2 separate regions of the Mus musculus genome follow, and region 1 is linked to region 2. A link is a contact called in public promoter capture Hi-C data. All regions are on one chromosome and are shown on one strand. Each heading gives the region's core, a stretch centred on a gene start, on an enhancer-like site or on the middle of the called end of the contact. The rest is flanking DNA. Distances are from core to core; before and after follow the strand shown. Region 1 holds the start of Cdca3 (cell division cycle associated 3). Region 2 holds the start of Hnrnpf (heterogeneous nuclear ribonucleoprotein F).

Region 1 (3,051 bases), core at 482-2,981, 6.9 Mb after region 2:
GAAGGCAGAACTGCAGGAAGGGAGGTACAAGGTGGAGCCTGCAGAACGTGAAGCACGGTGTGGGTGGCGGCTTTGTCTAACTAGACAAGAGTGGGAGCAAGACGAGAAAGGGGCCTTAGCATCCTCCAAAGAAACCCTTTCTAAGGAATACTTGAGAGAGGGGTTGTCTCGGCAACCTGTGAAGGACGGAGGAATGGGAGGGGTCGCGGCTATAGTTCACTTCAAAGGAAAAAACGACTAGAACTCTCCATTGGGTATTTTTCCTCCTCCCTGACCAATGGCCCACCTCCTCATCCCCTGTCCAAATTAACCACTAGTGGAGGCTATTTAACTCAGTGTTTCTCTAAATCGGACTTCTTCACAGATTGGCATCCTCTTCCAGACTAGAAGCTGCAGGATACATACCTTCCCAATCTCAACCCTTGCCCTGAACAGCGGGGAGTCGCCCCTACTCCTCCCACATGAAACTACAAAACCCGGAGAGCCCTGCGCAACGTGCAAGGCCACATTCAAGGGTTTTTCTGGGAGTCGCCTGGGGGATGTAGTTCGCCGTACGGGTTACAATTCGAACTTAGAATAGGAACTAGGGACATGGCCAACTACAATGCCCATAATGCTTCACGAGACCAGGAGTGGGCAAGGCGAGAGCTGTAGCTTCCGGGAGTGGTAGTCATACTACAGCTACAGAGAATGAAAAGCAAAAGCAGAGAGGTATGGAGAAAACTACAAGTCCCAGGGTGCATCGCAAGGAGGCGGTAGCCCAAGGTTTGCAGGCCTGGCCGAATGACCAGGGCAATGGAAGGAAGTCGTGGTCGTCGCGGGCGTGGGGAATGGGCTTACCGGCGTGTCGAAAGAGAAAGCGCACTCGTCTTTATGGACCCGGTCTCCCGCCTTGGGGACACGGATCGTCGGTAACACTGACAGCAGCGCCTCTTCACTCAGCTCCGCCATGACACCGGCAGCAGCTCCTCCTCACACAGCAGCTCCCACTGTACCTAGTACCGCCCCCCTCCGTCTCTCGCATCCAATGAGCGCGACTCAGTGTGCGCATGCGCTAAAGGCAAGACGCGCGAGATCGGCAGTTGGACCCAGCCTGCCTCCTGGCGCTCCACCCTCTGCCCCCACTCAGCGAATACCAATAAAAAGCGCCGCGGGTACAACTGATGGCCGAAAGGACCAATCCTGCTCTCCCAGGGCAAGTGCTCATGTGGCGGTTCCAGGAGGGCTGGGAGTTGCAGGAGCTGTGATTCAAGGACTCTAGAATGCCTTACGTGCAGAGCAGAAACTGTGAATTGTTTAAACGCATTGATTACTGAAACTTTGCCAAGGACTCGTCCAATCAGAAAGCACTTGTCTTGGTATTTGAAAAGCAGTAGTCAATGAGGCGATTTTGAGAGATGCGTGATAACTCCGTCAACCAATAAGGATGGCTGTTTCGCTTTAGACAAACCATATTAACTCCGTCTCCAGCTGGCTTTGTGCATACAGTCTGATAACTCATTCTATTTTGTTTAATGAAACAGAAAGGCCGAGTGGCACCCATCAAGTCCACCGCTGTCAGGCTGATACTAAACAAAAGTCCCCAGCTCACGGAGCCACCACCGGAGGGCAAGCCAGTCCTCAGCCCATTGGCCAGTCCTCATGATAGACATCCTTCAGACCAATGGCTTTCTGCTCCGGAAGGCGCATTTTCCACAACTGGCCTATGAGAGTCTGCTTCGGCTTAGCCAATAGGGTCGGGGCAGGGGGCGTGGAGGGAAGTTTGAAACTCCGGGCTTTGGGAGTTATTTCTCTAGCTGGTGTTCGGGCAGAGGTCGAGCTGGGGCCCGGTAAGTAATGTGAATGAATTAGTGGTTAAATACGAAGGCTCCCGCAGACCTGACTGCTCTGTTAAAAATCTCCATTCGTTATCCTTGCAGAGTTCTCTGGGCTAGCGACCCGGAGGTTCCTCTGCTGGAAGCTGGGAAGATCGGGTGGGTATGGGGTCAGAGGTCCGACACGGAAGCAGTAAGCTCTGAGTCTCTTCTGACGGACGTCCCTTCCTCTGCATCTGCACAGCCGGGCCCCGTCCCCAGCCCCAGTGGAGATGGGTTCGACTCAGAGCGTCTCAGGCACTCCAGCACGGCCTCTGCCACGCAACAAGCAAGTGGCTCGAGTAGCAGACCCTCGTTCACCTAGTGCTGGCATCCAGCGCACTCCTATTCAGGTATACTGGGCTGGGCTGGGGAATGCAGGGAGGCTGTCTGGATGCGGGCCTCTGCCTAGCTTGTTTACATGAGCCCTCATTCCCACTGCCACTGGAACCCTACTTTCTCCATCCCTCCCCCTTTTATTATTTATTTTTGAGGCTCTAATATAATCTTGTCATATCTGCCTGTCCCTCCCTCCAAACCCTTCCGTATACCCCTCCTTGCTGTCTTTCAAATACATGATCTCTTTTTTCATTAGCTGACTTTCTGCCTTTTTTTTTTTTTTTTTTTTTTAAAGACGGGGTCTCACCATGTAGCCCTGTCACAATGGAGACCAGGTTGGCCTCAAACATATAGAGATCCTCCTGCCTCCCAAGTACTGAGATAAAAGGCATGTGCCATTACCGTGCCTGGCAACTTTCTGCATTCTTTAACCTGCACTGGGCAGTCGCAGGTCTGGCTAGAAATATGGGGAGGAGATAAAGGTCAGGGCCCAGACTTTTTTTTTTTTTTAAAGATTTATTTATTTATTTTGTATATGAGTACCCTGTTGCTGTCTTCAGACACACCAGAAGAGGGCATCAGATCCCATTACAGATGGTTGTGAACCACCATGTGGTTGCTGGGAATTGAACTCAGGACCTCTGGAAGAACAGCCAGTGCTCTTAACCGCTGAGCCATCTCTCCAGCCCAGGGCCCAGACTTATTCTAACCTGTGGTATTGACAGGTAGAGAGCTCTCCACAGCCAAGCCTACCAGCAGAACAGCTGAACGGTCTCAAACAGGCACAAGACCCAGATCCCCGCTCTCCTACTCTTGGCATTGCACGGACACCCATGAAGATCAGTGGTCCAGGCAAGTG
Region 2 (3,028 bases), core at 297-2,796:
TATTTTTCTAAAATAATAATAATAATAGTAATAATAATAATACCAGTTGTGGCTGGGCACACCTTTAATCTCTCACTTTATGCCTCAGGAGGCAGGGGCCGGTGGATCTCTGAATTGGAGCCATAGTGAGTTCCAGGACAGCCAGCTTTACAACAGAGATACCATGTCTTAGGGTGGGGGTGTGGGGAACCAAAAGAAACAATACAAAACAAAACAAGAGTTGGAAGCCAGCCTGGGTTGCAGTCAGACAGAGGGAGCTCAAAAGTGAAACCTCTGGCTGTAAAAATCTGGGAACTTCAATTTGACCCCTGGAACTCACCTAAGGGAAATGAAAATACTTGTGAAAAGTTGCTCTCTGGCTTCTTCAAGGTTAGAAGTCACTTGCACCTTTCTCTGGCAATAGTAAGGAACTTTAAAAATAAATAAAACCACCCAAGGAGCAGGGTGAGAGGTCTCAGCAGAACTTGCTGCACAGGCCTTTCAACCTTGAGTTTGATCAGGACCCCACATGGTGGAAGGAGAGAACACTCAGGATTGTCCTCTGACTTCAGTTGAAAGTGTGGTGATAACTCGCACGAACTTAACAATTTTAATGCCCCACTCCCTGGGCAAACAAACAAACAAACATCAGAGGTGGGGGATGTAATTTGCCAACTACAAGGCTCTGGGTTTAGTGCTCACGAATACTTATCTAACTTTTGTAGCATCTGTTTTCTATCATTTGACTTCTATTTTTCTTCTTGGACAGGTTTTCCTCTCAAAGTTTTCTTTCCTTTTTCTGGAGTTAGTCTGGTGTGTTGTTTTATAAACGTTTCCTTCATCACTGTAGTTCACTTATAACCAGAGATTATTCTGAACGGCCTTGTAATTTCTCCAGTGTTTATATAGACAGCAGCTCGCGACCATGCATTGTAGCCTCGGCCGCCTCCATGCAGAAATGGAGTTCGTAGGAACCAGCTCGTGTTCCTACGCCCGCCTAGGCGGCTCTGGAAGCTTCAAAAATAATCTTCACTTTAGCTTGTATCTCGACATCTCGCAGAGAATCCTCCCAAATTATTACACATCAAGAAAATCTGTCCCAGCGTTCACATAGTGCTGAGAGTTAGAAACTTCAGACAAATCCCTCCGGACTGCCTGAGATGCCCTTAGGCGGTCTTTCTTTTACATAAGACACCATTCTAGTTTTCCGCACGCATGCGGTCATTGATTCCTTTGGGATCACTTTTCGGGATGCGGAGACACGCGTGCAGAATTCAGCGTCCACCGACTCACCAGCCCACAGGTCTCTTTATGGACAACCCCCTCCACCTTGCTGTCTCCCCCCCCCCCCTCGTTTGCCCGCCCCCTCCCCCTGCTACCCCCCCCCCGCAATGTTTGCGCCTGCGCCGTCACTGTCCTCTCCGGGACTCAGAGGCGGGTCCACAGCTCTCTAGTCCCGCCCCTCTCCCTCCCCCGGCCAATCCTAGGCTCCGTTCTGGGCTCGTCAGAATGGCGCCGCGGCTGCCCTGTGCCCGGATGTCCGCTGCCTGAGGCTCCGCCCCATCACCGTCTTGCATCCTTCCGGCTCCGTCGTGGAAGGAGGACTGCGCCTCGTCTTCCTGAAGGTGGGGTTCGGGGAAGGCCAGCCCGCGGTCACGCCGGCTGTGGGAAGGGAAAGTGGGCTCCCCGGGCTACTGTTTCCGGGTGCTCGGGGCGTGGGCCGAGCGGGGAGCGGACCGGGGATCAGGAGGGCTTCCGGAGGCGCCGCTGGCGCTCGGCAGGCGGGAGTTGAGGAGCAGGCCGGCCGCGCGGTTGACTCGCCCCGCTGAGGCCGTCCCGCGAGCGCGCCTGTGGGGGTTTCCATGGTGACAGTAAACAAGCCTCAACTGCCTCAGCTACAACTGCCAAGTCCCCGGGGTTCCACCCTCCTCTAGGTGCTCTGAGGGCCGGCGAGGTCCGGATGTGAGTGGGAGCGTGGAGCCGAGAAGCCGGAGGTGAGGGCCGCCGGCGGGGTGTGCTGGCGCCTGGGCCCGGCGGGCGTTGGATGGCGGGCGTGGGATCCGGACTCGGAAGGAACGGGGCCGAGGTGGCCGCCGCACAGCCATAGCCGTGCGGAGGCTGCCCACGGAGCTGGGGACCGCGTGGCCGGGGTTTGGGGTCGGGAGCCGAAGTTCAGCGCATTTTCGACGGGGATTGGGCCGCGTGGCCGAGGTGTGCGGTCGGGGGAGCGGGGACTGAGGGCTGGAGTCCGGTCGGTAGGGCCGGGCCTCTGGGCTGAGGTGTGCGGAGGGCCTGGGAGACCGCAGCCGCGGCCCACGCCCGCCCGGAGAAAGCGCGGCTTTCCTCAGAGCCGCCCCCCCACCCCGCCCGCAGGCGCGGCTTCCTCGGCGGGATATTGGGGGGGGGGGTGAGGGTGGAGCGCTTCTCACCCACCGCGGCTTACGCTCTGTCAGCGGCCCCCCGGCAGGCCCGGGCGGTGGTTGTAGTTTGGAGAAAGACGAGCGGGCGCTCACGTGGCCCGAGGCGCCCGGAGTTTCACAAGACTGGGCGGGACGGCTCCGCCCACCGCCCACGCCCGGCCCGAGCGAAGCCGAGCGCCTCGCTTCCTCCTCGTGGCGGCCCGGGAGCTAGGAGCACCGGTCTGCGCCGGTCCCGTCCCCCAGAGGTATCGTGTTAGCGTGTGGGGTGCGGAGTCTTTGCCTAGGTGGGTTAGTCGGCCTTAGCCGCAGTTACGAGCACTTTTGTGCTGTGTTTGTGGAGCCTCACGTGTCTGGGAAAAGTTGAGGTGGGCCCGCTCGGCCTTCCCTCGGCGCGTGCTCTCCGGAGCCTTCCCGACCCGGCGGGATCGGAGAGGCAGCCCCATGTGCCCTAAGACTCCCACCCAGCGACCTTTTCTGCCCCTGCCAGTCCGGGAACAAACAAATGGGCCTCTTTCCTACCTGCAAGTCGGGCTGCGGAGTAAGCGGGCGAGCGAGCGCGGGTGGCCGCCATGTGGCTGTGCGGGATCGGTCTCCTGAACCTGGGCAGTTTTGTTTACGGAACTTTTGGG

Evidence for each region. Promoter capture Hi-C pulls out the DNA fragments that hold promoters and counts their contacts.
Region 1: a contact with region 2 is called in a promoter capture Hi-C map of cranial neural crest. The contact joins the promoter of Cdca3 here to the promoter of Hnrnpf in region 2.

Annotation. Positions count from the first base shown.
Region 1 is chr6:124,828,445-124,831,495 of GRCm38.p6, forward strand. Cdca3 (cell division cycle associated 3) reads left to right here and starts at 1,732. Exons shown (of 6, transcript NM_013538.5): 1 at 1,732-1,829; 2 at 2,059-2,206; 3 at 2,918-3,044. The coding sequence starts at 2,087. Usp5 (ubiquitin specific peptidase 5 (isopeptidase T)) reads right to left here and starts at 1,040. Exons shown (of 20, transcript NM_001326594.1): 1 at 841-1,040. The coding sequence starts at 951.
Region 2 is chr6:117,905,236-117,908,263 of GRCm38.p6, forward strand. Hnrnpf (heterogeneous nuclear ribonucleoprotein F) reads left to right here and starts at 1,547. Exons shown (of 4, transcript NM_133834.2): 1 at 1,547-1,604. It overlaps 4933440N22Rik, which reads right to left and starts at 2,970. Exons shown (of 2, transcript XM_017321877.1): 1 at 2,869-2,970; 2 at 571-2,606. The coding sequence starts at 2,970. The coding sequence ends at 1,875.